Regions from separate parts of the Takifugu rubripes genome. Here region 1 is linked to region 2. A link is a contact called in public Hi-C data. All regions are on one chromosome and are shown on one strand. Each heading gives the region's core, a stretch centred on a gene start, on an enhancer-like site or on the middle of the called end of the contact. The rest is flanking DNA. Distances are from core to core; before and after follow the strand shown. Region 1 holds the start of LOC105417083. Region 2 holds the start of LOC101073053 (katanin p60 ATPase-containing subunit A-like 1).

Region 1 (2,967 bases), core at 356-2,855, 470 kb after region 2:
GTCAGGCCATCTGACACTGTTGCACTACACCAAGTGTAGAGTTGCAGCCGGTGGTATCGTCACAATAGCGTTGCTAAGCAACATCCTCCAACACTATTAGATGTCAACTAACGTCAGTTTAGATAAGACGCTCGGGACAGTTTTTGATTCTCTGTCCCGATTATTTCAGCACCCCGGACAGCGACAGGACACGGAGAACACCTCTGGGCAGGTTTAAAGGACCCTTGTTTGTTTGTTTGTTTGATTCATTGATTACCTATTTGTTTAAAAGCATGGGTAGAAGAATCCCCACAAACAGGAACCTATGGGCAAGTCTGTAACACCTAAATAGTCCGTGCGGAGGAATGTTTAGGAAGCTTAATAATGTGTTCCGCCCCAACAATCAGGCGCACAGAGGGCGGGACGGTGGCTCCGCCGGTGTGTCCCGGTCGGAGCAGGACTATCACAGCGCCTGCACGGTCCGGCTGGTCCGCAGCACCTCCATGCTGGTGGTGGGGGAGCGGAGCCAGGCCGCTGAGGGTCCCATCTTAAAGCGGAGCAAAAGCACCGTTAGCATCGAGTCCACCCTGTTCTATTACCAGAGACAAGAGGACCGGATCTGGCTGTACTCACAGAGCAGAAACTGTCTGGAGTACCTGGAGGCGCTGGTGGAACTGAGGCGGAAATACACCCAAACGGTAGGGGACTTTACAAGGAGCGAGGCCGAGGCCGCGACGTCCCTCAAGAAGAGGCCGGCCCCGCCGCCACCGCCTGGGAAAGAAGAAGCGGTAAAGAAAATCTTAAATCCTCTTTTAAAAAGCGGCCGAGCGGAGTCAAAACAAGTGTGCCTGCCATTGTTTGAACCGTAGGCCCGGAGAACAAGGGACTCCGACCCCCCAGTCCCGAACGAGGAGGACACTTTGCGCTATTTGGACGCGGTCATCGCCAGCTGTGACAGCGAGGCGCAGCGCAAACCGTACACCGATGAGGGCCACGCAGATGTGGACTTTATAGGTGAGTTGCAAAGGTTTCTTTTTGGCTCTCTGGGAGAAGAAAACGCGAAGAATTTCACCTCATAAAAGCTTTTTTCCAAAAAAAGAAGTGCAGAAATGGCATCCTGCGTTTTAGTGTCAGCTTGAATAGACGCCAGAACATATAGGATGTAAAATGCAGCTTCTGACAGCTTTCTGCATCGCCCCCACAGCTTAGGCTCAAGCGTCAGAGCATCCGAACACTCGTGTCAAGAGAAAAGCTCCGTTTTTCTCTTTGATTCAAGGGCAGATTGGCGAAAGCAGCTCCGCCATCGTCGGGTCATTTAAATAGGACACTCGGTCATTCCCACTGCACCAGCTTCTTCTGAATGCAACTGGCTCATCCAGCCTCACCCCTGATGGGCCCCTGTTTCAAATTAAGATTGTTTATGAAACTCAACGTCCCTATTTCTGTCCCTCAGTGGACAGAGATGACAGCAGATGAAAAGAGAAACTTGCTGAATACAACAAAAATGAACTTACACTCATGGTGTATTTTAAATGTAGGTCTTGCTGTGCACGATCTTATCAGAAGAAATGTCTGCTCTCCTCAGTGGCTTCCACTTCAGCCCAACACGGCCTCCACTCCAACTGGGTTCTGCGGGTTCCCCGGGTCACGGACGACGGCGAGCAGGAAGCGCTTCCAGACTGTGCCAATCAAAGCGGTGGGAAGAAACGCCACAAGAACGGGTCCACGAGCAGCCGTCTGCGGCTGCAGAGGAACCCCATCCACCTGCCCAAAGTGGTGGAGAGCGCGCTACAGACCCTGCGCTTCAAGCCCAGGTTAAAAAAGCACTGAGGGACGTTTGAAACAAATAAAAGCATTTTGATACATTTGCTGCTTGCATATTTAATTTTGTCTGGTTTATATATGAATCGTCACAATCGCCCTGACCCATGAGCAACGCTTCCAGGTGTGCTTTTCAACAGAACCGAACCAGAGAAGTTGTCCTTCAGATCAGAGGAAAGCAGGATTTTCAGTGATATTGGCACCAGTTTAACAGTAAACACCCTCCACACTAGAATTATGGGCTGTAAAAGAGGACATGTTTCCTGAATAATATTCTTCTCATCATTGCCAAGGGTAAAACGACCTGCAAAGCAATTACCTAATTATTCTAATAAAACACACCTCTGACATGAGGTATCACGAACGGGATTTTCCAGGGATTTATTTCACTCCGTTTGGGTGGAGACGTCCAGTACTTGGTTTCTCCCTCCTACGTTATGAAAAGGAAAAAGTGCCAACTGTATTTTTTTCTCTTTATTAGAAAACCAGAACTTCTACAAAACTTATTGCTTCTCCGTTTTGACCTTGGGGCTAAAGAAAGAGGACATGGGCTTCATGCCAGTCTTGTCCACTTTTGCCAGACTTTTCTGAGCAGCGGTCATCTTTTTGGCCGACTGGAATAAAGAGAAACACAAATTTACATGAAACAGTAGGAGGAAATTCAATTAATGTTCAAGCTGAGCGAAGAAAACTTCCTAGAGTCAGAGACAATCTGACCCAGGATCGCCATTGGCTGAAAGTCTTCCAGAAGGTGAAAGCAAAGTTTCAGATTTAGGACAGGCAGTTCTCGGGACGACCACTCACTTTTCGCACAAAGTCCGCGCTGTTGAATTTGGTGTAATCCTCTCCTGCCTCCACCGGTTTGTCTGAAAGTTTCCGCTTCTGGCAAACAGAGTAAGAGTCATGTCACAAACGGGCTCACGCGTCGTCACAGCAACGTGGGATGACGTCACCAGCTCGCTGCACAGTGCAGACTCGGCTCGTACCTTAGATGGAGGTTCTGTCTCTTTTGGGCTGGTGATCTCTGGTAACCTGAGGAACAGTAGAGGAAGAATGTTGGCGCGTCTGCACACTGCTGAGGGTCACCCGCTGAATGTGTGAACCTACTCTAAGTGTTTGTGGAGAGCTTTGCTGAGGTCTTCACTGATGTACTCTGATATCAGTCCA
Region 2 (3,037 bases), core at 37-2,536:
CGCCAGCCCTGGCCCTTGCAGATGTGCTCGCATATGCCCAACCAATGGAACAAAACTGTTGCCTTGGGATCATTGAACTCTTCTGTACATTGATTGAAAAGCCCAGTGCTTGGATATGCATCAGTGTTAGTGAGCTTGCAACTTGAGCCCAATCCTCTACTTGGTCCATTATGCTAATGCAACCCTGACACATTTGGTGAAGGTGCAGGGACCCAGTGACAGGCTGAATGGCAGAGTCATGTAGTCATCGCCCCTGCCTTTGAATACAACTCTCAGAAACTGCCTGTGATCCGGGTATATCACCTCGTGGATGTTTGTAGTAAAAATATTGCGAAATTCCCCATTTCTTGGGAGTATTTCACAACCTGGGGACCCAAACCCACAGATGGCGCTGAGCTGTTAGTAGCATTTGATGATGTTGACCTGCAGAGGTTATCAGGAAGTTTTTTTTGCATCACTTCTGGGAGTTATACTAATGAGAGCCTAACCTTGCTTTTTCATCAGGTCAAGCATAACCTGGATAGCAATGGGTGATTGGCCAAACAAACCAACAAGTTTGTGCAGATAGTCTGGTCTCTCTCCAGAACAATAGACCAAATACTCTCTCAACAGACCTGACTCTCCAGAGCCAAGCCTCGGAGCACATGGCAATCCATTCAGTTCAATCCACAGGGAGACAGGACTCGTGAAGATCCTTATTGTGCAGAGAAAAGCCACACCTCTAAGGCCAGGGGTGAACCCAGGACTTCTTTGTGGCGTGTTTAGATTATGACATCATTGTGAGGCAGAACCAAAGCAAATCAGACCCAAAATTAGCACCTCAAAATAGAACATATGAGTCAAAACACTTAGTTTTCAATGATCTCACTGTTCAACACTTCTTGTAAACCGGAGCATACATTATGGAGTCAGTCATTTTTTGTTTGCATAGCTTTGAGAGATGCTTCTAGGGTGAGGATATGTGTGCTATTTATTGCCACAATTATTGGGATTGTTGGGGGCCTATTAGAAAGCTATCACAGGCTACCATCGTTGAGATGACAGGGTGTAACTGGAAAACAATATAATAGAAATTGGAAAGAAAGTTGTAATCAAAATCAGTTGCATAGTGCACTGCCCATCACCATGATCTTCATAAATAAATACAGCCATTCACTTGCTGGCTTGCTGGATTTGGAATCTGGTCTTTACTAAAGGTTAAGGCGGCATGTGTTTTTAAGATCATAATTTAATGTTAATTCGTGGGGGGAAAAAATCCACTGCTGTTTTTCAACATTACCATATTATTTCCCATGTAGCTGTTTTTCAGCATGAATTTGGAAGAAATATGTGACTACGCCAAGAGGGCTCGGGAATATGCTTTGCTGGGGAGTTATGACTCCTCCATTGTTTACTACGAGGGTGTCATACAGCAGATCCAGAAGCACTGCCAGACCCTGAGAGACCCTGCAGTCAAGGTCAAATGGCAGCAGGTCAGTTACCAACACCCTGTCTGTACATTATACATTATTTTCCATTATGGTCAATAGTTGATATTTTCTCAGCCATTACGTCTTGAACATCTAAAGTAATCTACACACAGCAGCAGTTACCCTTTTCTGTGTTGTGATGCCTCTTTTCAGATCAGACTGGAGCTGACTGAAGAGTACGAACAGGTAAAATCCATCACAGGAACACTCGAGACCTTTAAGTCTGAGCAGCCGACTGTAACCTTAGCCTCCCAGTTGGAGTGCAGCCCCGAAGATCCAGTAGTTTGGCCCCCTCCAGTCCCAGCAGTACACAGGTATTTGTGCAGACGTTTCTTTGCTAACCCCCCCAATGACTTTTTTCCCTTTTACCCAGCCACTTTTTTCCTGCAGTATTTAATGCATTTGTCAACATGAGTGTTACTGAGTTTCCTTTTTTCTCTAGACTGCAAAGGCATCCATTAATGAATTTAAAAAGTACATTTAAAAAGAATGAAGTTTTACAAACTCTAGTTCAGGGGTGCCCAAATCTAGTCCTCAAGGAGCACACTTCAGCTGGAATTTATATCCTTCAGATGTACAGCACTTCCAGGTGGCACACAACTTTCCTGGGAGAAAGAATTTTCTGCCTGGTAGGACAGGAAACCAGCTGGTAGAGAGCCCCCAAGGACTGGACTTAGCCACCCTTGCATTAGAGTATAGTGCCTCTGTAATATAACACAAACAAAAACAGTTCATAGAGACGTTCTAGTCTGTGAGTCTGTGAGTAACCGTGATTTACTGTGTGACATCATAGGGAAAAGAGCAGAACTGGTTTAATGCTATTGCTGCACCTGGAATGTATATGTGACTCACTTAAAATTAACATCCTCATGTGTAAGTTTTTCTCTTTTTGATTCCGTCTGTGTAGGAATCCTGTTCCATTGAAGCGACCCAGCACTGGTGTAAAACAGCAGCGGAGAGATTCCGCCGGTTTCCAGCATAGAGGCGCTGGAGTTCGAGGTCAGGCCAACCCTAAACCAGAACGACCAGGATTCAAGGACACCCGAGGCTTCAAGGCCAAAGATGATAAGGTCGGACTACTACTGTTTGATTGATAATGTGACTGGATTAACATATAGACAGCGAGAAAAAAAAACATTGATTGATTTGCTTTTTTTAATCCAAAAGGGAAAGAAAGGGGCTGCAGATCCAGGAGATGTAGAGCTGAAGAAGTTTGATGGTGCAGGATATGACAGTAACCTGGTAGACTTATTGGAGAGAGATATTGTGTCGCGTAACCCGAATGTACACTGGTAGGATGCACATGCTGATGTTGGCAACTAATGGTTCTTTTTGGTCCTGTTGACGGATTTCTCTGGTTGGGCTTTAGGGATGACATCGCTGACCTGGAAGACGCCAAAAAGCTGCTGAGAGAAGCTGTGGTTCTCCCTATGTGGATGCCGGATTTCTTTAAGGGCATTCGTCGTCCTTGGAAGGTAAAACACACAAAGATGCTGAGCTGAATTTATTTTCAAATAATATATTACAGAAAAAATAGAAGCACTGTCTTCCTTCTCACCAGCCTAAAT

What was found. A called contact is a pair of places that touch in the nucleus more often than the background predicts.
Region 1: a Hi-C map of muscle shows a contact between it and region 2, with 15 times the contacts expected there. The contact joins the promoter of LOC105417083 here to the promoter of LOC101073053 in region 2. A contact is called at or near these places in 2 of 2 Hi-C or Micro-C datasets (muscle and an unstated tissue).

The regions. Positions count from the first base shown.
Region 1 is chr1:16,475,765-16,478,731 of fTakRub1.2, forward strand. LOC105417083 reads right to left here and starts at 1,606. Exons shown (of 3, transcript XM_029836596.1): 1 at 1,494-1,606. c9h13orf42 (chromosome 9 C13orf42 homolog) reads left to right here and starts at 345. Exons shown (of 3, transcript XM_011608604.2): 1 at 345-767; 2 at 849-993; 3 at 1,565-1,847. The coding sequence starts at 345. The coding sequence ends at 1,809. It overlaps rnaseh2b (ribonuclease H2, subunit B), which reads right to left. Exons shown (of 11, transcript XM_011608596.2): 8 at 2,908-2,967; 9 at 2,787-2,832; 10 at 2,605-2,682; 11 at 2,260-2,414. The coding sequence ends at 2,304.
Region 2 is chr1:16,006,170-16,009,206 of fTakRub1.2, forward strand. LOC101073053 (katanin p60 ATPase-containing subunit A-like 1) reads left to right here and starts at 1,287. Exons shown (of 10, transcript XM_003961608.2): 1 at 1,287-1,472; 2 at 1,623-1,783; 3 at 2,377-2,539; 4 at 2,637-2,761; 5 at 2,839-2,944. The coding sequence starts at 1,311.